Linked DNA regions of Nomascus leucogenys: region 2 is linked to region 1. A link is a contact called in public Hi-C data. All regions are on one chromosome and are shown on one strand. Each heading gives the region's core, a stretch centred on a gene start, on an enhancer-like site or on the middle of the called end of the contact. The rest is flanking DNA. Distances are from core to core; before and after follow the strand shown. Region 1 holds the start of SLC25A39 (solute carrier family 25 member 39). Region 2 overlaps UBTF (nucleolar transcription factor 1).

Region 1 (2,700 bases), core at 48-2,547:
ATCTTGAAGCTTCAGTCCTGAAAACCAAACCTCAAACAGACCACAACTCCAGGGATAGCAGGAAAGGAGACTGGGCCACTGTGAGACTTTTGTTTTGAGACGGCGTCTCGCTCTCCGCACTGTTGCCAGGCTGGAGTGCAGTGGTACCATCTTGGCTCACTGCAACATCCACCCCCGTTCAAGCAATTCTCTTGCTTCAGCCTCCCAAGTAGCTGGGACTACAGGCGCGCACCCCCACGCCTAGCTAATTTTTGTATTTTTAGTAGAGACGGGGTTTCACCATGTTGGCCAGGATGGTCTCGATCTCCTGACCTTGTGATCCGCCAGCCTCAGCATCCCAAAGCGCTGGGATTACATGCGTGAGCCACCGCACCCGGCCCACTGTGAGACTTTAACCCGACCCTCGAAACATCTGTTGCCTCAACAACCCTGGCAATGACCTCTAAAGCAGGGACCATCCACCCCCCTCCTCCGGGGAAAACTAAGGCTCGGGGAGACCAGGTGGCCTGCCCAAGGTCACTCAGGAGCGGTTCCGAAGGAAGCTGGGGTGCCAGACCTATCGCTCGATTACAATAGGAGCCAGGGCCGTTCCCTCGTCGACCTCGCACGTGTCCACTGCGCACCTCCTACGTGCAGGCGCGGATTTGGCCCTCGTGGCCCCCAAATCAGAGTACCTGTGCTGCCCCCGCAGCCCCCACTCCAGCACCAACGCCCCGGGCGGGCACCTGGGAGCGTAAGTTACCGGGCGTGGAGAGACGGCCGGGCACCGAGGGTGACGTGTAAACAGATCTGGTGACCACGAAGGGCCCGTCGCCTCCTCAGGACTGCGGGCTGGGATGCCCGGCCCTCCCCGCCCAGCCGGACGGGCCAGACCCGGGGCCCGGAGAGAAAGAGCAGTCTCTGGCCTCACGCCACAAAATGCAGGCCCGGGGCGCAGCCGGGAGAGCAGGAAGTATGGACGTAGGGCCAGGATGTCTCCCCGACCCTCGACGACACTCCCGGCCACGAACCGCGCAGAGCCGCCAGGTGAAGAGGACCACGCCAGCCCGACGGCCCCAGCACCTGCCCTAGCTCGCACGGCCGCCCGGAGACCCCGGCTTCCGTCTCCGCCCCCAGCCCCGGCCCAGCGCCGCCTACCTGGCTCTAGGCTGGTGATCGTGCGGCGCGGCGCCCTGGGCCAGGCGGGCCCATACCGGCTCCGCCGCCTGTGCGCGGTCCGCGCGCGCTCGCCGCGCACCGAGGCTGATGCCGAAAGCAGCCAAGGGGGCCCCGCCCCCACACCGCGCCGCGAGGCCCCGCCCGCCGCGGGCCGACCAGACGCAAGCCCGGAGTGTCCCCGGCTCCGCCCACTCACGTCTCCGCCCACTCGCGTCTCCGCCGGGACCTGCGGCGGTCCCGCCCCCTTGCCGGGGCAGCGCGGGCAGGTTCCATTCCTGTCCAGCGCTGAGAGCTGCCGGCTAACTTCGCGGTCTCCACGTCGCGCTTAACCTGGCAGCAGCAGGCACTTCCAGCATCTTTTTTTAGACAGCATCTTTTTCAGCCTCGCTCTGTCACCCAGGCTGGAGGGCAGTGGCGCGATCTAGGCTCACTGCAGCCTTGACCTCCCGGACTCAAGCGATCCTCCTGCCTCAGCCTCCGGAGTAGCTGGGACCACAGGCGCGCGCCGCCACGCCTGGGTGGTTTGTTATTTTATTTTTGTCTCCCTATGTTACCCAGGCTAGTCTGGAACTCCTGGGCTCAAGCGATCCGCCCACCTCGGTCTTCGAAAGTGCTGCGATTCCAGGCGTGAGCCGCCGCGCCGGGCTGTTAAGCGCATTTTCACCAGCCCCGTCCCGGCCGCGCGCGGCATTGGAAGCCCCAGCGCCTTCCGGACGGCGAGGGTGACACACTGGCCCCCTTCCTCGGTGTCCTCAGGTGCGTGGCGGCGGCGGCAGTGAGAATGGGTTCTTCGAGATCGCCGGGAGACCACACAATAACGACGAAGTTACTTGCCGGGCTCCCCGCCGAGACTTGAAAACTTCGCGGCGACTTCTCTCGCCGGCCTTAGCATCGCCCCCATTTTTCAGGTTACGGAACAGGCCCGCACCTGCAAAACGCTTTGTAAACCACAGGGCCCCGCGCGGGTGTGCGCCACCGGGTTAGCTGAGCTGCAGCCTGGGCCGGGCGGGCTGGGACGTGAGCGAGCCGGGAGAGCCATGGGGAGCCAGATCCCACCTCCGCGTGACCTTGGGCAAATCACAACCTCGCCTAAGGCCCGGAATGACTGCGCGGAGAGGGAGAGCACTGAGTGCGGGAGGGCACAGACGTTTTGGTGTTGGTTGCTGTCGTATCGTGATTTCTTCTGAGTCTCAAAACTCTTTGCAGTAGGTTATTGTTGAAATAGATTACCACAGGCCGGGCGCGGTGGCTCACGCCTGTAATCCAGCACTTTAGGAGGCCGAGGCGGGAGGATCACTTGAAGTCAGGAGTTCGAGACCAGCCTGGCCAACATGGTGAAACCCCGTCTCTACTAAAAATACAAAATTAGCCGGGCATGATGGCGGGCGCCTGTAATCCCAGCTACTCGGGAGGCTGAGGCAGGAGAATCACTTGAACCCGGCCGGCAGAGGTTGCAGTGAGCCAAGATCGCACCACTGCATTCCAACTTGGGCAACAGAGTGAGACTCCGTCTCAGAAAAAAAGGCCGGGCGCAGTGGCTCA
Region 2 (2,700 bases), core at 134-2,633, 110 kb before region 1:
GCTTTGGGAGGCCGAGGTGGGCGGATCACATGAGGCCAGGAGTTCGAGACCAGCCTGCCCAACATGGTGAAACCCCATCTCTACTAAAAACACGAAAATTAACCAGGTGTGGTGGTACGCGTCTGTAGCCCCAGCTACTCTGGAGGCTGTGGAAGGAGAATCGCTTGAACCTGGGAGGTGGAGGTTGCAGTGAGCCGAGACTGCACCACCGTACTCCAGCCTGGACAAGAGAGCAAGACTGTCTCAAAAAATAAAATAAAATAAAACATAAAAATAAAAGGGTGATAGTGACTGTTATCCTGAAGGATTGCAAGGGCATGGAATGAAATCATGAATGAGACCAGCCAGCACAAGTGGGTGGATGGGCCAGGCTGGGCTGGTGCTGGCTTAGTCTGATGCCTCCCTGTTCTTTCCAAGGGTCCCTTGCCCTCTCACCTTGACCCAGAGGTCCAGGTGCACCTTGTACTGCTTTTGCTGCTCCTCGGCCAGCTTTTTATAGTGCTCCTTCTGGCTCTGGGAGATGCGCTGCCAGCGGCTGCCGATCTCCACCATGCGCTCCTTCAGCGGCAGGTGGTTCAGCTCCCCATTGGACAGCAGCTCCTGGGAGAACTTCTGGTAACCGTTCCTGGGAGGTGGGGGTGGTACAAGGAGGGTCAGGACCCCAACAAAGCAGCCGTCCAGCCCTGACCCTCCCCCACCTCCAGGGCAGGCTCCAACCCCCAGGCTCACATGGGAGGCTTCTTGGGTTCTCCCTGGAATTTCATCTTCTTGGAAGAATTTGTAGCAGCTGGAGGTGCCCGCATCTCACTCAGCTCTCTCTGGAGGGAGAAAGGTCACACTCACCCCCCAGTCCCACCCCCAAAATACTGCTGCCTTCTGCCCCATGCCATCAGCACCTTAGCTGGCTGTCTTTTTCTGTGCCGGGGAGGAGGAGAAACAGGTAGCTAGTGAGCAACTTCCTGACAGCTCACATCTGAGGCAGGCACCACAGTTTACAAGTGCTTTCACAACTGCTCGCATCCCCCGAGTCAGCCTGGAGGTTAGCAATGTCACCCCCACCTTACTGATGAGAGACAGGGGTTCAGAGAAAGAAGCTGGGACTTGCTGAGGGTCACAGACCAAGGCTGGGCCTTCTTGCTCAGAGCTGCCCAACCAAAGGGGAGTTCCCGAGCTTTCAATGAATGGGGGGGCCCCGGCCCCATTCCTACCTCGTATCGCTTTTGGTCTTCGGCTGCCTTCTTAATCCACATCAGTTTCTCCTTCTTTTCCATGTTATTCCAGGTCATTTCCATGGCTTTCAAGGCCTTCACCCGGTCATTCTGGGGACCGATAAGGGTATCAGCCGTGGGAGGGGTCACCCGGGGCTAGAGGCTGCAGTACTACCCTTTCCCACCCCTGTCACCTTGAAGCGGGCCAGGTAGTCGCCGATAACGCTCTGTTGCCAGATCTCTTCAGCTCTCTTGGGGGACTCGGGCAGCTTGCCCCGTTCCTCGCGCTCCCCACCGGGCTTCCTCTCCGACTGAGCCTTGAGCGCCGCCTCCCGGGCCTTGTACTTGGCCTGCGGGGATGGCCCGGGCGTCAGCCTTCCACCCACCCCCAGGGGGCGCGCGCTCCCCACGCAGCAGCCCAGGCGCTCCCGCCGGTGGGCAGAGGCGGGCAGAGGCGTGGGCTGGTGCAGATGTCTCCCGCCTGGGGCTCGCCCCCGCCTGGCCTGCGGCGCTCAGCTGACAGCTTCCCGCCTTCCGGCTGCTGAGCGCCAGCCCCACGTCCCAGCCCAGGCACCGCGTGGCTCAGGCGGCCAGGGGCGAGGTGGCACGGCCCGCCAAGGGGAGGAGGGGACCCTGGCAGCCCCCCTGGGGGCACAGCGCTCTGCCAGGCAGCCTGACCTTCTTCTTCTCAGACAGGTCGTTCCACATTCGGGCCAGCAGGCGGGTCAGCTCGCTCTCGGAGAGCTCAGGCCGCTCCTCCTGCAGCTGCCGCCGCTTCTCCTCCGAGAAGATGAACATGGCCGACACGGGCCGCTTGGGCTTCTCGGAGCCGCCCTGTCCAGGTGCAGAGGGTCGGGGTCCGTGGGTGCTGCCAGGGAGCCCAGTCTTGCCCACCCCCGCCTGCGCGGCCGCACCCTCTGCCCACCTTGCCCCCTTCCTGGGCTGGCTTCTTGGAGGCGGGGCTGGTGGCCTGCTTCTTGTTGATGTTCAGCATCTTCTCTTCCCCCAAGACCCGCTGCTGCTCCTCCTCGGGCAGGCTCTGGACAGGAAAGAGGAGCACGGGGCTGCATGCCTGGCACCCAGACTGCATGGTGCCCTATCTCCAGGGGCTCACCAGGGCTCTGCCTGCCAAGTCCCAGTTCTCTCTGCCCACTGCCCCACCGGAGGAACACTCACCTCGAGGAAACGGAGCAGCTCCACCTCGTAATCTTTCTTTTTCTGGGAAAGTGAGTGGAGTCAGGATCAGTCTGGAGACAGTGTCCCCACAGACCCTGCAGTACTCCGAGGACAGTGACCTTCAGTGGGCCTCCAGAGCCTGGGTGTGGGCTGGACTCCCTGCCTGGACGGGCTCAGTTGCTAAGCCCAGCCCAGCCCCACACCGTATTGGAGGCAGGTACCAAAGGCAGGTACCCAAGGCACACGACACCAGGGACTGACTGGCCCAAGATGGGATCAGACCTCATGCTTCAAAACCCCAAGGCAGGGTGGCCCC

The links. A called contact is a pair of places that touch in the nucleus more often than the background predicts.
Region 2: a contact with region 1 is called in a Hi-C map of a lymphoblastoid cell line, with 7 times the contacts expected there. The contact joins the enhancer-like site here to the promoter of SLC25A39 in region 1. A contact is called at or near these places in 4 of 4 Hi-C or Micro-C datasets (a lymphoblastoid cell line and an unstated tissue).

Annotation. Positions count from the first base shown.
Region 1 is chr19:31,835,692-31,838,391 of Asia_NLE_v1, reverse strand. SLC25A39 (solute carrier family 25 member 39) reads right to left here and starts at 1,297. Exons shown (of 12, transcript XM_030799337.1): 1 at 1,138-1,297; 2 at 1-17. The coding sequence starts at 2.
Region 2 is chr19:31,949,489-31,952,188 of Asia_NLE_v1, reverse strand. UBTF (nucleolar transcription factor 1) reads right to left here. Exons shown (of 21, transcript XM_030800687.1): 11 at 2,385-2,426; 12 at 2,134-2,247; 13 at 1,887-2,042; 14 at 1,403-1,558; 15 at 1,209-1,319; 16 at 730-818; 17 at 436-625. Among named protein-coding and RNA genes, the nearest start is that of ATXN7L3, 10 kb to the left of the region's middle. Within about 2 kb of position 1,383, the one cell type or tissue checked has an H3K27ac peak away from gene starts, as active enhancers do. A contact at or near this core is called in a lymphoblastoid cell line, where this site is marked.